Linked DNA regions of Mus musculus: all the other regions are linked to region 2. Evidence: chromatin contacts called from public HiChIP or PLAC-seq data. All regions are on one chromosome and are shown on one strand. Each heading gives the region's core, a stretch centred on a gene start, on an enhancer-like site or on the middle of the called end of the contact. The rest is flanking DNA. Distances are from core to core; before and after follow the strand shown.

The links. HiChIP or PLAC-seq counts read pairs in DNA pulled down with a chosen protein or histone mark.
Region 1: a contact with region 2 is called in an H3K4me3 HiChIP or PLAC-seq map of embryonic basal ganglia, with 3 times the contacts expected there. The contact joins two enhancer-like sites. A contact is called at or near these places in 2 of 484 Hi-C or Micro-C datasets (embryonic stem cells and induced pluripotent stem cells) and 1 of 115 datasets of contacts at active chromatin or transcription factors (embryonic basal ganglia).
Region 3: an H3K4me3 HiChIP or PLAC-seq map of embryonic limb bud shows a contact between it and region 2, with 5 times the contacts expected there. The contact joins the promoter of Hunk here to the enhancer-like site in region 2. A contact is called at or near these places in 6 of 39 promoter capture datasets (cranial neural crest, embryonic stem cells, frontonasal cranial neural crest and 2 more), 2 of 15 datasets of contacts at CTCF or cohesin (embryonic stem cells and stem cell-derived epiblast-like cells), 28 of 484 Hi-C or Micro-C datasets (CD8 T cells, the HL-1 cell line, bone marrow-derived macrophages and 3 more), 23 of 115 datasets of contacts at active chromatin or transcription factors (bone marrow-derived macrophages, craniofacial prominence, embryonic basal ganglia and 11 more) and 2 of 9 other capture datasets (liver and pancreatic islet).

The regions. Positions count from the first base shown.
Region 1 is chr16:90,348,521-90,351,842 of GRCm38.p6, reverse strand. No RefSeq gene overlaps it. Among named protein-coding and RNA genes, the nearest start is that of Hunk, 36 kb to the left of the region's middle. Within about 2 kb of position 1,897, at least 76 of the 459 cell types and tissues checked have an H3K27ac peak or open chromatin away from gene starts, as enhancers often do. A contact at or near this core is called in embryonic basal ganglia, where this site is marked.
Region 2 is chr16:90,655,342-90,659,004 of GRCm38.p6, reverse strand. No RefSeq gene overlaps it. Among named protein-coding and RNA genes, the nearest start is that of Gm36169, 20 kb to the left of the region's middle. Within about 2 kb of position 2,319, at least 41 of the 459 cell types and tissues checked have an H3K27ac peak or open chromatin away from gene starts, as enhancers often do. A contact at or near this core is called in craniofacial prominence, embryonic basal ganglia, embryonic forebrain and 2 more, where this site is marked.
Region 3 is chr16:90,384,509-90,388,088 of GRCm38.p6, reverse strand. Hunk (hormonally upregulated Neu-associated kinase) reads right to left here and starts at 1,692. Exons shown (of 11, transcript NM_015755.2): 1 at 1,373-1,692. The coding sequence starts at 1,633.

The DNA of each region.
Region 1 (3,322 bases), core at 648-3,147, 310 kb after region 2:
TGCTGTCTTTTAACGATGTACTCAGCCAGCTCTGGGAGAAAGGGTCGACCCTGAGTATCTGAACGGCTTAATGGCTCCAAACTCAACACAAATGGGGTGCTGAGCAGTTGCTTAGCCTCCTGAGGAAGGGATTTCTGGGTTGGCATCTGTGAGATCAGCTAAGAAACCTTACCGAGTGTCGTAGCATAGTCTGAGAAAGAAAGAAGAGTTGGGCATGAAGCAATTTACGCACAAGCCCTATTGAAGTATTTAGGGGCGGGAGGACCCAAGCCCTCACAGTTATACAGAATTGTTAGAGAGTCTAGATAATCAAGTTATATTTTTGAGCAATAACAGAATACTTATTCCTTCCAATTTGCATGTGGCAAAATAAAAATAACCAAAACAATGGGTATAAAAATAAACGTTGAGGCCAGGGAAATACAATTTTAAATACAAAAACTAATCCATTTCTATGCGGCCGACTGGTATTTTCCAAGACTGTCAAGATCATTCAATAGGAAAAGAATGTTTTTAATAGACGGCAATCGGTGAACCAGTTTCACACGCAAGAAAGAGCCAAGTTCAGCCTTCACGTCACACCACAGAAATAGTAACTCAAAATGATCGGCGGCCTAAATCTATGGCCTTAGATTTGGCAACAGATTCTTCGATGTGACACAAAAAGCACAGACCTCAAAAGAAAGAACAGGTGAGCGTGGCTTGATCAAAGTCAGAATGTTTGTCCGTAAAAGAACCTTGTGAAAAAAGTAAAAGACAAGACCACCAACATAACAAAAGAAAATGCATCTGATGTGACTTTAATATCAAGGGCACATGATAGCCAGTAGGCCCCCAGACCTTAGCACAACTGACTCCATGATGGAAGTGCCATTCTGGCCGTAAACTCAGCACCACCTGCCAAAAGTAAAACAAAAATCTAATCTGTCAAAGCCGGGGAAAGTCCCTAAAAGTACTAACCTTGCTTTTTGGCTTCTGTACCTCTGCTTTCTGTTAACTGAAGTACGTCAACCCGGAATATGGTTTGTGGGCTTAAAAGTCCCTCTGAGAAAGGCTCAGGGCGACCCTGGGATCCCAAACGCCCAGTGTAGTTAGTCACTGGCGGCTCGTATCAACTTTCTGTCTGCTCAAACCCATGTCCAGGTAGCCTTCACTGGCAGATGCCCTGCAACAACACAAACACAAACAACAAAGAACTCAGATTTTTTCAAATGGGTGTGGCACGGAACAGACATCTGCCCAAAGGAGCTACACGAATAACCAAAGAGCCCACAGAAAGATTGCAATATTATTGTTATTCAGGCAGTAGATACGAAAACCATAATGCAATGTCACTTCACATGCAGTAAGATGGCCACAATTTATCTAAAGTGTAAACTAACAAGGGGAACACAGTGAAATGAATGTCATGAGCTGGGGGTGGGGGTGGGGCAATGATTCAGCATGACCCCTCCATGCAATGAGGAGGTTGCAGAAAATGCAGTATGCATGAAGCTGCTGACATAGCATGGCGTGCTGTCTCTGTTGCTTAATTTTTGTCAGCTTGACACAAACTATAGTCACCTGGGAAGAGAGACCTCACTTAAGAAAATGCCTCTAGGACTGGAGAGGTGCCTCAGAGGTTAAGAGCGCTGTCTGCTCTCTCAGAGGTCCTGAGTTCAATTCCCAGCAACCATAAGGTGGCTCACAACCATCTGTAATGGGATCTAATGCCCTCTTCTGGTGCGTCTCAAGACAGCTGCTGTGTATTCATGTGAAATAAATTAATAAATCTTAAAAAGAGAAAGAAAAAAGAAAGTGCCTCTGTCAGATTGGCCTATAGGCAAGTCTATGGGGGCATTTTCATGATTAATGATTGGTGTGGGAGGGCCCGGCCCACTGTGGGCGGTGCCGCCCCCAGAGCTGGTGGCTACCGCCATGGATTGTATAAGAAAGCAATCTGAGTAAGACATGGAGAGAAAGCCAGTAAGTGTAAAGGGCTGCAATCTACGTGCCGCCACTAGATGGTGCTAAACCTCATTGTGCGCAGCTGCGTGAGCACAGCCAGCCAAAGTCACCAGTCCATCTCCGAGGCTTTTGCCCAACCCCTGGGGGCTTTAACCTATCCCCAGGGTGCATGAGGATCATGGGTGTTGCTACCAGTCCTAGTTTAGACACGTCACCAAAAGTATTTAAGCCACACACTTTCTGAGCTTTCTTTGTCTACCTCAATATGATATAGAAGTAAAAGTTAACCGTGGAAGAATCTGGTGTGTCCTGTGTTTATTTCCCGCGGGACGGGGATAAGCTCGGGATACTTGGTGCTGAAACCCGGGAAAAAACGCCTTAACAACGCAGGCACCTAGAGGAGACCCTCCGACCAACCGGAGCAGATTTCAGAACCACGGTGGATTTTGGAATTCCGAGAGCATGCTGAATCCTTGTAAGTAACTCTGATCCTTCTTAATCCCTCCCCTTAACTGGAAGGTGGCACTAAAAGCCTTTTGTTCTCATGCTGGCTGTGTTAACCCTATTTCTCCTGGTTTGATCCTGCACTCACCAGAAGTGGCGCTGAAAGAAAAAGTTTTGAATGCTGTGAAGCACAGTCAGACGGACGTATATAAGCCGCAGTGCTCGTCTCATATTTAAGCCTCTCGTAGATAAGGGAGCAGTATGGGAAATTCACATTCTGTAACTACAGCTCTACACTCTGTTTTAAAACAGCGAGAGATAAAAGTTTCTACAAGAACCTTAGAAACGTTCATTAAGGAAATAGAACGTATATCACCTTGGTACGCGTGTTCAGGGTCGTTAACTCTTTCCTCTTGGGAGAAATTAAGGGAAGACTTAGCTAAGGAACAACAGAATGGGAAATTAAAGGCAGGGACCATGCCATTATGGAAACTGGTGAGATCGTGTCTGGAGGATGAGAGATGCCGTCCAGCAATAATAACAGGGCAGGCAATATTAGAAGAAGCACAGGACAGCATGGCAGAAACGGAATGGTGTGAAAGGTTAGGAGCTCCAAAAAAGGAAAATGTGCACAAAGTAAAAAGCCCTTCCAGAGACCTTGAGTCAGAGGAAGTGAAAAATTTGAGGATAAGTCCTCAGGGAGAGAAAAAGGAAAAGGAGAAAGTTCAGAAAAGGAAAAGCCTTTATCCGGTAAAGGAACTAGAGGCTTTAAAGCTTGATAGTTTAAAAGCAGATGAGCTTAGCTCCTCTGAGGAAGAGGAGTCGCATTATGAGGCAGCTCATTATAAAAAAGAAAGATACCATCCAGAGGAAAGGCGAGTGAAGAAATCAGAGAAAAAATTAAAAGTTACTGGAGACACAGAACAGGCCA
Region 2 (3,663 bases), core at 1,070-3,569:
CCTTGGCCTCAGGGAAACATGATCATCCTATGGAGAGTCAAGGGTGGGGTTGAGTGACGGACATGCGGTTTGACATAGGACCATTGTCTTAGTCAGGGTTTCTATTCCTGCACAAAACATCATGACCAAGAAGCAAGTTGGGGAGGAAAGGGTTTATTCAGCTTACACTTCCACATTGCTGTTCATCACCAAAGAAAGTCAGGACTGGAACTCAATCAGGTCAGGAAGCAGGAGCTGATGCAGAGGCCATGGAAGGATGTTGCTTCCCCTGGCTTGCTTAGCTTGCTTTCTTATAGAACCAAAGACTACCAGCCCAGGGATGGCACCACAGCTGGATCTCACAGAGGCATTTCCTCAAGGGAGGCTCCTTTCTCTGTGATAACTCCAGCTTGTGTCAAGTTGACATACAAAACCAGCCAGTACATTCATTAAAGTCACATCTGCATAAGGCCTGTGGGATTGGCAGATAGAAGACTTCCTGTTCTGCCTTGGGGATGTCCAAAGAGGTCTGAGGAGGGGCTTTATAGTGTTACAAGTAAAGAATGAGCTGTGAGTGACATCTATCAAGTTTGGGGGTGAAAAAGAAAGAGAGAAGTACACGGTCAAAGGGAGGGGGTGAGAGAGCCAGGGCCATAGTGGTGTGGCCAGGCATGAGGCGGGGGCTGGGCAAGGGCAAGCTATAAACTCTCCATTGAGATGCAAGTGTGTATCTAGGAGATGCCACCACTGATTGTCTTCCAGGGAACTAGACAGACAGACCAACCAGAGAGATCCAGCTCTGAGACATTTCTCCTTCCGTAGTTAGGCGTGGTTCAGGTTTTGTAACATCCTCTGGTGGAGAGTTGACCTCTGTACGCTTGGAGGCCTTGGTTGGAGACAGTGCTCGGGGATGTCTCACAGGGGCACTCCATAACAGGTTCGGGGTGCCTAGGCTGAGGGTGCCTCTCTTAAAATGAACTCTCACTTGTCCTTTGTCTCATCCTAGAAATCAGCTATACAACAACGGATGCTCCTGCACTGCCGTGGCTCTGAGCAGCCACCTCTCTGTGTGTCTTGTCAGCATCTATGAAACTGTTGCTGGCACTCCTAAGGATCCTGGGCTGCTGTCACAAATGTCACAAAAATGCCATAGACCAGGGGACTTAGAGAAGGGATATTTATTTATCAGAGTTCTGTAAGCCGGAAGTTCAAGATCAAAGTACCAGCATGCTTTGATCTTGGAAAGAGCGTTCATCCTGGCCTGCAGAGAGAGAGAAAGAGAGAGAGAGACAGAGAGACAGAGACAGAAACAGCGACAGAGAGCGACAGAGAGAGCGACACAGAGAGAGAGACAGACAGAAAGAGAGAGAGACAGAGAAAGAGACAGAGAGGGACAGAGAGAGACGGAGAGAGATTACTCACTTTCCTGGTCTGAAGAGAGAGTGCTTATCCTGGCCTGCAGAGAGAGAGAGAGAGAGAGAGAGAGAGAGAGAGAGAGAGAGAGAGAGAGAGACTATTATGTACTTATTTATTCCGTACTTATTTTTGTATACATGTGTAAGTATATGTGTGGGCGCATGCATGCTGTGCTGTAAGTGTGGAGTCAGAGGACAATGTCTCAGAATCAGTTCTCTCCCTCTACCACGTGGGCCCCAGGTATTGAACTCAGGTTTTCAGACTTGGCAGCAAGTGCCTTTATTTGCTGAGCCTTCTCACGGTCCCTAAAGTCTTCTCTTTTATGTCCCTAGAATACATCATGTTATTGGGGAGTTGATGACCTGTGTGTGTTGTATCCACGAGAGACAGAGACTATACATACTGGTTCCGAGAAGAGGTGATCACGGGTGGGTTTCCTTCACCACACGACGTCTGAGATGACTATCTGATCCCATGCACGTGACCCCAATTCCAAGGTCACCTGCTGAAGTCTCTGCCCACTTCCATTTTCTACAGACATCACTGTTAAATCACCTCCAGCCAGCCGGCCATTGTCAGAGCTGGCTTCAAGATGTGAGACTAGCAGGGGACAAGTGTTCCAAGTTCAAGCCCCAGGAAAATAAAAATAAGTAAATAACTGGACGCCAGATGGCCTGAAAGGGCAGAGCTGGAGCGCGGGATTAACTGGATGGTAATAAAAGCTGTCCCGGCAGCGTGTCATCGTTGGTGGGTTATTTATTAGTTCTTCCCTTTGGATACCAAATGTCAAACATGTTAATGAGCAGAAACCGAGCCTTCCCCTCCCAGCCGCTCTGGTGCCGGCTGCCAGCTCCATTGTCTCCCGCAGAGGGCCTGTCGGAGAGTTCTGCGTTCATATGTCGTGGTATGTGTACCATATTGCGCTTTAAAAGGCCAGATGAGGCTAACCGGGCCTAATAACCAGCCTGCCAATCATTGGGCTGTGTGGTATGTGAAGCCGCTTCCTCTGGAACCTTTGTTCTCACTTAGAATGGGCTTTCCTTGAGGCCTGAAAAGCCAGACAGGGATGTATGGTTTATTTCATCGGTGACTGCCTTGAATGGAAGAGGAATTTCTATCCATTTAGTGCTTATAGGGGCTTAGGGTGTGACAAAGGACAGCAATGAGAATGATGTTGCGTGTGTCAACGGTACTTTGTTTAAAACTAGTCTATTGACTGATTTACTCTCTCTCTCTCCCTCTCCCTCTCCCTCTCCATCCCTCTATCACACACACATAAGTTACTTTTAGCATGCATCAGACCCGTCTTGTTTTAATCTGGAAACTAAAATATAATGTTTGCCCTCACAAAACACCGTACAGACAATCCGTGACTTAGGATCGTTCCACTTACAGTTCTTTAGCACGGCGAAGGTGTAGACAAGATAAACACTCATCAGAAATTGCACTTTGAGGCTAAGAGGTGGTAGCCCTGAAATCCCAGTGTTTGGAAGGATGAGGCAAGAGGATCATTACTTCCAAGCTGTTCTGAGCTACATAGCAAGTCCCTGATCATCTAAAACAAAAACTGGGCTGGAGAGAGAGAGAGAGAGAGAGAGGGAGAGAGAGAGAGAGAGAGAGAGAGAGAGAGAGAGAGAGAGAGAGAGAGAGAGAGAGAGAGCTTGGTGGTATTGTACGTGCTATAGTCGGATGCCACAGCTGACATCTGAAACCTCGGCGGGTCTGTAGCAAGGCTGGCCTATTGCTCACGGTGTTGTTAAGGTAGCGGTTAGTCTGGTGTTTTGTGGGAATTCTAACAGAGAAGGTGAGTGTGTCTCTGACTCTTTTGCCTGCTCTTGGGCCTCTTTTCCTCCTGTTGGGTCACCTCGTCCACCCTCAGTATGAGGGCTTTTGCCTTGTCTTATAGTATCCTGTTTTGTCCTGTTTGGTTGTTGTATCTTGGTGGCCTGCTCTTTTCTAGCGGGAAGTGGAAGGGGAGTGAATCTGGGAACGGGGAGGTGGACAGAGCTTGGAGGAGTGGAGGGAGGGGAAACTGAGGCCTGCTGTATTGTATGAGAGAAGAATGTATTTTCGATAACAATAATAAAAAAGTGCTACCTCAATGTACATAGTGGGCCACAGGGGACCCAGGGGTCTTAGGCCTCCATTCGCACTGTGCTTCCTGACTGTAGATGTAGTGTGACCTGAGGACTCAGTCTCCTGCCACATGCCTACCCCATGTTGGTGTACTATACACCTCTAAACCATAATCCAAAATAAATATCACTT
Region 3 (3,580 bases), core at 443-2,942, 270 kb after region 2:
TTCCCTTACTCCACTGAGAACAACTAGGACGGGTCTAAAGAGTTTCTCCTTTGAAGAGCTAATGTGAGTTCATACTGAATGCTGGGTTTTTTTTGTTTGTTTGTTTTTTGTTTTTGTTTTTGTTTTTTTGTTTTTTGTGGGTGTTTTTTTTTTTTTTTTTTTTTTTTTTGCTTGGAAATTCGGGCAAGAGACACTTGAAAATGACTGCTCGGTCTAACCCTGCTTACCCAGTATAAAGGGGCACCCCACTTGGAATGGCTACAGAAAAAGAAGATAAAGTCAAAGGGTGATGGAACCCAGTGCTCAAATGTAGGGGTTTCCAGGACAACAGAAACCAAGAGGAAATCAAAGGTATCCAGAGGCTAGAAAATGACTAGTGTGGTGGCCCTGGCCTGTCACCAGACTTCTCACAGTTCATCACTGTCACAAACCCCTAGGCTGGGCAAGGAAACCCAGAGCAGCAGGCCCGAGGGCTTGGCCCTTGGGCTATTTGCTGCTAGGACCGGCTGAGTTCCCCTCCTCCGCCCGCGCGGACAACCCCCAGCCTGGGTGATTAGAGTATTGGGTCCCTACAAAGATACCAGTTTGGCAGCCCAGAGCAATTCCCTGCCTGAGGCCACCCAGCCTCAAAAGTAAGTCAGCTTCTTGGGTTTCTTTTCACAAATCTAAGTTAACACCTGAGATCTGCCCGCACCCGGCCTGGCAAGAGTTCACTCTCTCACTTCTAATTAGGTCGAAGTAGAGTCCCTCCGGGTGTGGGGGAGGGGCCCCTTTCCTTTACTGTCTTCTAGAAAGATGAAAAGGTATCTGCAAACTTCTAGAGTCCAGGGCCTGTGTAGTTCTGCACCTGCCAAAAGCAGGATCGTTACTCCAACAGTTGCCCCAGCCCACACGGGGGGAGAGGGGAGCTTACAGGGCCCCAACTCCCCTCCACGTCCTCGCCTGAGCCCAGGAGGGATGAAACTCTAAGCAACCTCAGACTGGCTGCCTTGCTCTCCCGCCGCCGCACATTCCACAGGCAAAGCTGAACCCCAGCCTGGATCTAGTTCCCGCCTCTGCACTGATCCATGCCCCTACCGCAGGACCCTCCACCGCCACCTCTCCCCTCCCTTCCCTGGCGTCCGCCAGGCGGCACCCTTCCAAAACAAAACAGAAAGACGGTGCGGGGTAGCTTCGCGGGTACATCTATCTGCCCGGGTACCCCACCCCACGAACGTGAGCCCATCACCACCATCATCCATCAGTAGGTGCCCGGTGGCCCACTAGGAGAGCCTGAGCGTGCGTCTAGCCACACTGGGTTGGAGAGCCAGGCTGAGTGCTCGCGGGACAGTGCTCCCGGGTCCTCCCGCCAGGCCCGCGCACCCCAGCTCACCTTTTCTCCCGTCAGCACGTGCAGCCCCTCGCGCACCTTGGCGAAGGAGCCCTCTCCCAGCTTCCTGCTGCCGATGAGGTAGTTGCCCACGCGCTTGTGGTGCTGGAAGTCCCGGAGCCGCTCGCGGGACACGCCGCTCACCCAGGCGGGCAGGAAACTTCCCTCGCAGGCCGCCGCCGGCCTGGTCGTGTCCTCCGCGCCTCCATCGCCCCCCGGTGCCGCCGGCTCGCCCAAGAGCCCGTCCCCCGCCGCTGCCGGCATCGCGCTCGCTCGGCTCCCGCGCTCGCAGCCGCTCCTCCTCCGGCTCCCGGGGCTGCCCTGGCTCCTCCTGCCGCCGCCCTGGACCCGGCCCCGCCCGGCCCGGGTCTCTGTGCTCACGCCCCCCGCGCCTCTGTGCTAGCGCCGCGCGCAGACAATAGCTGGCGACCGGGCGACCGGGGACCCGCCCCCGAGAAGTTCGTCCTCCGAGGATCGATCGCCCAGATCGCGCCCGCGGTCCCGTCTGGTGCCCCGATCGGCTGTGAGAGGGAACAGCGGCTGCTGGTCCGAGAGGGGCACAGTCCGGTGGCGGAGTCCCCCAAGCCCGGGCGCCGCCGCCCTCTGGCCCGCCGGGTCCTCAGCGGTGCTCCCCGGGGCCGCTCCCGCCGGAGAGGAGCGCGCGGCGGGCTGCAGGCGCCCTCTGGAAGGCAGCAGAAGAAAGCCCCATTCAGTTTGAATTTGCAGAAATTTAATCCGCTCGCGGGCGGCGGGGACAGAAGCGAGCTCCACTCCGCAGCTTGAGCACTTTCAAATCCCTCGTAGCCCCTCCTTCCTTCCCCGCGCGCAACAGCCGAACTCGACCCTCGCTGGAGAGGGGAGGGGAAGGGAGCGGCGGAGTGGGCGGCGAAGCCACCTGAGCGCCAGACAGGGGGACCCCGCGCGGCCGCGTAGACGCGCGCTCCTGGGCTGCCCAAGACCTGCTGCCTCCCGGGGTGCGGATCGCGCAGGTTCTGAGCTTGAGCTTTCTGGCCCTTTCGAGAGTGAATGTCCTCACCAACAGCACCCACCATAGGCAGGGGAAAGAGAAAGAGAAGCTTTGGACTGTAGCAGAGTTGGATACCCAACCCAGAACCTGGCACACAGTAGGGACTATGGAAGATGGGTGGGTGGGTACCTAGCAGGCTATGTGTCGGGGCTCGCACACATACTCGATTGCTGTTGTCCGTGGAGAAGCAGCCGCCACAGCTAACAGTAGTGGCGGCAGCGTAGGAACCAGGGCGTTTGCTGCTTGTGCGCGTTCGTTTGCCCCCTCTCTGCTTTCCTTAGAGATGATGTATTGCAGGGTGAGCCGGACCGGACCGGACCGGAGCCTCACTGCTCCTGAATGCTTTTATTCTGCGGGCTCTGTGAGTGCACTGATTTCACCTAAACAATAAACATAAACAGCCTGAGACACCTACCCATTATTCTCCAGGATCCCCAATATATTCCTGAAGCGAAATGAGAGACACACACACACAAAAAGGATGCGGAGAGGGCTTTCCAAAATGCGACCTGTTGAGGTGCCCGCGTCTAATGCAAATTTAACCTCTGATCACACATCATCTGAGCTCAAAGGGAGGATTCGGTCCTAACAAAGTTCATTTCATTGTTTACCCCGCAGTAAACAGTTATGACATCATCGATCCACATTTATGCTCTGAGGTGGGGGAGGGGACACAGCTGTCACCCATCCAGTCTTGGGGCGGGGAAGATCCCTTTCCTGGCCTATCTAGAAAGTAACCCCCAAAATGACCGTTTTTCAAGTTCAGGCATCTGTTGGTTTGAACCACGCATAAGCTGTGAGTCTCCACCCTTGCTATTATGACCGAGTCTAGTCTTGTCTTGGGTTGGGGTCTCATTGCTCTGGATTTCCTACGTTAAAGACAAGCTTTCCACTGCTTTCTTGCTGTACTTGAGGGACGCCTTAGCTCCTACAGTTTCTGCAGGGCTCATCCAAACATTTTCACGTTTCTAATTCAGTAATTGAATTTTTTAAAGGCAGGAAGTGGGGAGAGGGAGAAGATGCTAGGTTCAAAGTGTGGGGAGAATAAAGCCCATTTTGGGGGTGAAGCCCATTTCCTTCAGGAAAGGATTTAAAGTTTCCCAATATTGCATTAATTAAATTTTAGGAAATTAGCTCTTTGTGAAAATTTAGAGATTCATTTGTTGCAATTTAAGGCAAATCCC